2 separate regions of the Canis lupus genome follow, and region 1 is linked to region 2. A link is a contact called in public Hi-C data. All regions are on one chromosome and are shown on one strand. The core of a region is the stretch at or near the end of the contact, and the rest is flanking DNA. Distances in the headings are between cores, read along the strand shown.

Region 1 (3,484 bases), core at 68-2,567, 820 kb after region 2:
AGAAAGTGCATTTAAAGGCCATGCCGATGACAGCCACAGTGCTAGCTGACCAGGCTTCAGACTGCTTGTACCAGCACAGTTCCAGGAGACACCCTGACTGTCCTCGAGGCAAAACAGTTTTATGCCTGTCTTCACCACAGAATCTAGAACCATAGAACCAGTCAAGCCCAACCAAATCCCTCCTATCCCTCCTTTTCCTGTCCTCTTCACCTGCTTCACCCCCACCTTCCTGGCAACTGCCTCAAGAGGAGGCTTCTCAGGTCAATTCCTGCTCACTTCTCCTGCCCTCTCAGCTAGACTGCCTCTCCCCTTCCCACACACATACCCAGTCAAACTCTTTGACAGAGAAGGCTAAACACGATCCAGCTTCTGCCTGACATTTCTTTTTTTGTTTTCCAACCATACATTTCTTAGAGACTGTACCCATATCTTTTCCATCTCTGAGTAATTTACCATCATGTCTTCATTTTTTAATTTAGCTTTGAACACCAGATATAGTAGCCATACATGTTAAATAAAGGAATCAGTTTATATCTACATTATTGTTCAAGGTAATAAATAGATGTTATAATCATAGTAAAACCAGAGAAGTTACCAGGATCATATTTTTTAAATGACACATTTATTTTTTGCTATGACAGGATAAAATATGTTTCTTTACATATTTATGGTTATTTTTTATGGTTACAATTAATGGTTCTCTTTTTTTAAGATTTTATTTATTTATTTATTTATTTATTTATTTATTTATTTGAGAGGGAGAAAGCATGAACAGGGGAGGGACAGAGGGAGAGAGAGAAGCAGACTCCTCACTGAGCAGGGAGCCTGACAGGTGGCTCAATCTCAGGACCCTGGGATCATGACCTGAGCTGAAGGCAGACACTTAATCGACTGAGCCACCCAGGTGCCCTTAATGGTTCTTTATATACCACCCTGGTAATTAAGACCCTACTGTAGCTAGTTGGTGGTACCCTATCACAATCAAACTTTTAACTTTATATCTGGTGCCAGGTAATGATGGTATATTCCTAGGGTCTAGATGAAAGTAAAGGATTACTCACCCAAAATTAGAAGTTAAAATAATGAACTTAATATAGACTGAACCCTGTTATATTTAAGATAACAAATATCCTGAAGCAATAGCTAAGGATGTTAGACATCAGATTACAAAAAAAAAAATCTAATTATACATAATTTCATGCTAATCTGGATGATGCCATTTTTCTTCTGGCATGCATAACTTAAATAGAAACACCCAATAATTGTGTATAAAAGCTCAAAGAAACCATCAGCACACAATATTCTGTTCACCTTTGAAGTTACAACTATCTTGTTACAGACAAGGTGAACGTTTCTCTTTCTGTCATGTCTCTCCGATTTTCTAGTGGGTCCAGACATATTTGCTTATGGTCTGGAACTGGATCTGCCAGGCCATCCAGTGGAGGCTCAGGCTTTGCAGGCAGCAATGCATGTGGCAGCTCCTTTGCTGGAAGTGGATTTTCCTGTGCCTTGGGAGGGGGCCTGGGCAGTATTCCTGGGGGGAACCATGCTGGTGGTGTCTTCGGAAGCGCTGCTTGTTCTGGATTTGCTGGAAGTGAAGGGGGACTTCTGTCTGGGAATGAGAAGGTGACCATGCAGAATCTTAATGACCGCTTGGCATCCTACCTGGATAACGTGCGAGCTCTGGAAGAGGCAAATGCTGAACTAGAGAGGAAAATCAAGGGTTGGTATGATAAGTATGGACCAGGATCTTGCCGTGGACTTGATTATGACTATAGCAGATACCATCTAATAATTGAAGATCTTAAGAATAAGGTGAGGAATCACAAATCTGAAAATATTCAAAGTATTTAAAGCTAAGAATTACCTAGCAAAAAGACATAGAACATGAACAGGAAATGCTTCATAACTGTTATCTGTCATTTATATTCATATTTATTTATTATTTATTTTCATAAATAATTCTTCCTATTAGTCAAAAATAAGCACTTTGATGCATGAATTTCAAGTAGCTTAAATGTTACTAGTTTTGAAATATATTCATTGATAAGAAAGTGTTGCATTCTAAAAGTTACATGAGTAGATAAGAGATAATCACATTTGTAATTTTTAGAAATTAAAATTCTAAATATTTTGGTTGTCACTTGAGGAAATGAGATATTTTAAAGATTTTATGTATTTATTCATGAGACACACAGAGACATAGGCAGAGGGAGAAACAGCCTTCCCCCACCCCCACCCCCTCACCCCCACCCCTGTGGGGAGCTCCATGCAGGACTCGATCCCAGAACCCCAGGATCATGACCTGAGCCAAAGGCAGACAATCACTGAGCCACCCAGGTGCCCCAGGAAATAAGATATTTACGCAAAAGTTCATTGTGTCACATTTTTTATTTCCTGAGATAACAAATTATAAGAGCAGGCTTATTTGTTGTGTCCTCCCTTTTGATTTCTTCTAGATTATCTCTTCCACTACTGCTAATGCTAATGTAATTCTACATATTGACAATGCCAGACTGGCTGCTGATGATTTCCGGCTAAAGTAAGTGATAGAAAACAAACACTCTCTAGAAAAAGTTTCCTGTCTGTTTAATATGTTAAGTAAAATTTCAATTTCATCCCGAGTAAAATAAACTATAAAAGATTAAGGAAAGTAATGCATGTTATAATACAACAACACCCTATGACACAAAGCATGTTATTACAATCAGCTATACTCACAGTTTATACATGTTTATTACATTCTTGGGACAAAACACCACTGTATATGAATAGCGCCAAGCACAGCTCGTAAATATGCATCAAGCAAGGAAAAATAGTAACGAAAATAAAATTCTAAAATGGCATATTTTTATTTAATCAGGATCTGCTATCAGAATTTGTATCATTAAATAACTGCCAATTTCCTTGCATCGAACTTGGTAAAAGGAGTGGAGGAAGGCTATCACTGTATGCTTTTATGACATTTTGAGTCCCAATTCAATTTCCAATGTGCCGCTGAAAGCAATCAAAGTTTTATTTTATTCTACCTCTTGAAGTAATCTAACTTGTGCTGAAATTCATTGAATGCTCCCCAAGGTACGAGAATGAGCTTGCCCTTCACCAAAACACAGAGGCTGACATCAACGGGCTGCGGAGAGTCCTGGACGAATTGACACTCTGCAGGACTGACCAGGAGCTGCAGTATGAATCCCTGAGTGAAGAGATGAGGTATCTCAAGAAGAACCATGAAGAGGTAGGAGAAACTGTACTTCTAGTCAAATCATGATTCTGTACATTTTAAATACTTTGGGGGGACATTAAATTACAACAGTATTGTTTAAATTATTATAATAGGCTTTTTACTATATGTATTTTTACTATATATGTCATTCATATAATATTAGTTATTATATTAATTATAACTATTAAAATAGTATGCCCATTGTAATAATTTAAACCATGCCAAGGCATATAAAGAATTTCATTTCTCCCACTCTCTAAC
Region 2 (3,163 bases), core at 584-3,083:
CAGGCACAGAGACCTCTCCCCACCTTCTAGAAATTGTCACAGAAGGACTTTGGGCAATGGCCTGGCCTTTCTGGCCTTGGTTTCCCTTTCCTGTAGAGTGGGAGAACAATTCCTGGCTGCCATGAGGTGAGACGGGTTGGAGGGTATGGAGAGGACTTGGGAACCCATAGGTGCGGGGAGCAGAGGCCTGTCGGTGTGGAGAGGGGGATGATCCATGAGGGGCCATGCAGCCCAACCCCTTCGGCTGTGCCCCAGTCCGCAGGGTGGTGGCAGGTGAGGGGGTGGGAACCATCCATGCTGCTGCTCTGGGGGTTTCCTGGGAGGTGGTGTGGTGTTGGGAGCATAGGAGAGCCAGGGGCCTAGGTTCTGGTCTGACTTGACTCAGTCTACAGGCCTATTTCCCCTCTGGACCTCAGTTTACCCTTTTGTCAAGGGGACCGTTGTGTTCAGGCCCCCCCCCCCCATGAGTTCTGAGGCTCTCTTACTTCTATGTTCTGCTAGGCCTGCATTGGTGTTATTTTGGAATCAGTTTCTAAATCTTAAAGATTGAGAGGCTTTCCAATCCCATCCAGAGTTCCCGCTTCCTGCGTACAACTGGGATCTGGCTGTTTGGGAATCCCACATTTGCAGGCACAACCTGGGGCAGCTCCTTGGGAAGGAGCCTCGTTCCCTGCCGAGAGCACAGCTCTTCTCACTGTGTACACACTGGAGGCCACTCTTGCCCACGAGCCTTAGCTCCCAGACCTGTGGGTCCCCTCACGCCCCCCTCCCCAGGCCCAGCGGCCCAGCCCATCACTTGCATGGGCAGGTCCCTTTTCTCTTTTGTTTTGCCAACTTAAGGCTTTGGAGGGCAGGTCTGGATTGGATTGGCATTCTTAGCTCATGTACTTATCCAAAGCGGAGACCTAGGTCTTGGGATTTCCGGGTGGTGTCTAGAGCCTCAGTCAGGGCCGAGGGATGGTGTCTGCTTGTGGGGAGATGGCTGTCTCCCACCTGGGACTATGTCCTTTTCCTCCCCATATTTCCAGTGGCTCATCCTGGCCACAAGGCCCTTAAAGTTAAGCTCCTCGTCCATCTAGGCCTAACTTCCAGGCTCCCCACCCCCAAATGCCCACACACATTGTGTTTTTTATGGCATGGCCTGTCCCCACACTCAAGCCCTTTCCTCTTTGGTCCCTGAAAACCCCCAGACCCTAAGTCTGACCTTTTCCACCCCACTGGAAAGCTTCCCTGCTCTGTGTTATTGAGGCTGGTCTTGGTGCTGTCTGTGGCCTCCTGCACGGGCTGTGTCCCTGATCCTGGGATGGGGCCCAGTCTTACCTCCCCAGTTTCCAGCACAGAGCCAGGGACACAGGAAGGGACTGATGCTGTGACAAGTTGCTGATGAGAAGTTACCAGGGGGCAGGCCCAGATTCTTTTGGCTGTTGCTTGGCCATTGCTGGGAGAGGGAGAAAGGTAGCCCCCACCCTCAGGGCCACCAGGAAAGGAGACCCCCCCCTCTTCTCTAATGCTATTCCTGGCCACGGCTCTGGGTTCCTGGGGTTCCTGTGTTCAGACCCCTCTTGGCACTCATGGGTGCCAGCCCTGGGCTGGGCAGTGGGCCTGCAAAGTGGCAGGAGCCCTCAGGGCCAGGGGCTCTCAGTTGGCCATGCTTCCCCAGCCCATGGCCTGACTCCCCAATCTCTCAGTTCGTGCAGGGAGAGTAGAAGCAGGGGAACCCCCCTGGGACTACCCAGGCTAGCTCCCGACACTTTACAGATGGGGAAACTGAAGTACAAGGGACTCAATCTGGTCCTGGGACCCTCTCCTGGGTTGTCTGGTCTGTCCTGGGGGTCGGGACATGGCAGTGCCTGCCTAGTTGGGGCTCCAGCTCCCCCCAGCCCCAAATCTGAGCAGGGGAGGAGCCTGCCCTACCCCCAGCATGCTTTACCTGGCCTGGCGTGTCCCAGAGCCAGCAGAAAGGTAGGGCGGCAGCAAGTCTGAGTCTGCCCAGCGAGCTGCGAGTCCTGGCGGGCCTTCCCTGCCCGCAGGCCCTGGGAGCCGAGAGTGAGGGCCCCACACCCCAAATCCTCTGCCTTCCCTCCCCACCCACACATTCAGCCTGGGGCCCAAACACGGCAGAGAGCCAGCTTCCCTCCTTGGTAACCAAGGCACAACACCCAACACTAGAGACTATTTGTCCTGCCAACACCGCACCCCAACCTGGGTCTACACACCCGGCTGAAGCCTGGCTTGGGGGGGGGGGTGAGGGGGAAGGGAGGGAGCAGGGGCCTTGTGGGTCTGGGGAGACTCACCCCTTCCCTTCCCAAGGCCAGGACAGCCAGGGCTTGTTGCTCTAGCAGCCTTTGATGGATGGTATGGCCCCCAACCCCTGAACTTAGGCTCAGCAGGATGAGGGTCTGGGACTGGGCCTGAAGCACAGGAGAGAAGTGTAGTTCTGAGGACAAAAGCCCTCCTGCGCCAGCTGGGTGATGGAAGGGTTCAGGGGAGGGAAGGTCTGACAGGGTCCATCTGTCCTGGCATGGGAAGGACTGCAGTTTGGCTGGCTCCCGGGCTGAAGCCAAGGGGGGACACTCCAAGGCAGGGGGGCTGGCTGGGTGGCTGAGTGGAGGAAGGTCAGGGCCTAGGGAAGTGTGGGTGGCGCTGGGAAGGGAAGAACGGGTTTTCTGGTCTTCACTGGCTTTGGTCTTTGTGGTCTAGGTCAGGGAACACGGGGAGATCATGAAAAGCAGACAGGGTCTCAGCCCCGGGGGACTGCTTGTCTGAAGAAGAAGTGTGGCTGCAGCCACAGGGGATCTCCCAGCCGAGGGAAGGACGCAGCCCCCATCCTGGGGAGTTTGGAACATCCACCTGGGATGACAGGGCCAGAGGACTGGGCAGGATCACTCAGCTCTGCTGGGAGCAGCGGCCTAATCAGGATCCCCTGGGACTTGGCAAGTGCTTCTGTGATTTGGGGACAGGTGAAACCCCGGGGTCTTTCTGCTTTTCCTCCCCAAGCGGGAGCACCTTCCCAGAGCCTGGTTAAAGCTGCTGTGACTTGACCCCTGCTTGTCAAATGCTTCCAGGTTCAGCAGTAGCTCCCCCCCACCTTAGCCCTGCACTGTGGGGAAAAGCCAGCTCCTTTAACAGAGGAGGAAACCGAGGTTCAGAAGAATGGCAGGTC

What was found. Hi-C and Micro-C count contacts between places; a contact is called where the count stands out from the background.
Region 1: a Hi-C map of amygdala shows a contact between it and region 2, with 8 times the contacts expected there. The contact joins the promoter of KRT28 here to the enhancer-like site in region 2. A contact is called at or near these places in 4 of 9 Hi-C or Micro-C datasets (amygdala, blood and skin fibroblasts).

Annotation. Positions count from the first base shown.
Region 1 is chr9:21,825,594-21,829,077 of UU_Cfam_GSD_1.0, forward strand. It overlaps KRT28 (keratin 28), which reads left to right and starts at 1,318. Exons shown (of 8, transcript NM_001346072.1): 1 at 1,318-1,815; 2 at 2,460-2,542; 3 at 3,079-3,235. The coding sequence starts at 1,366.
Region 2 is chr9:21,004,893-21,008,055 of UU_Cfam_GSD_1.0, forward strand. No RefSeq gene overlaps it. Among named protein-coding and RNA genes, the nearest start is that of KRT42, 13 kb to the right of the region's middle. Within about 2 kb of position 1,834, at least 5 of the 20 cell types and tissues checked have an H3K27ac peak or open chromatin away from gene starts, as enhancers often do.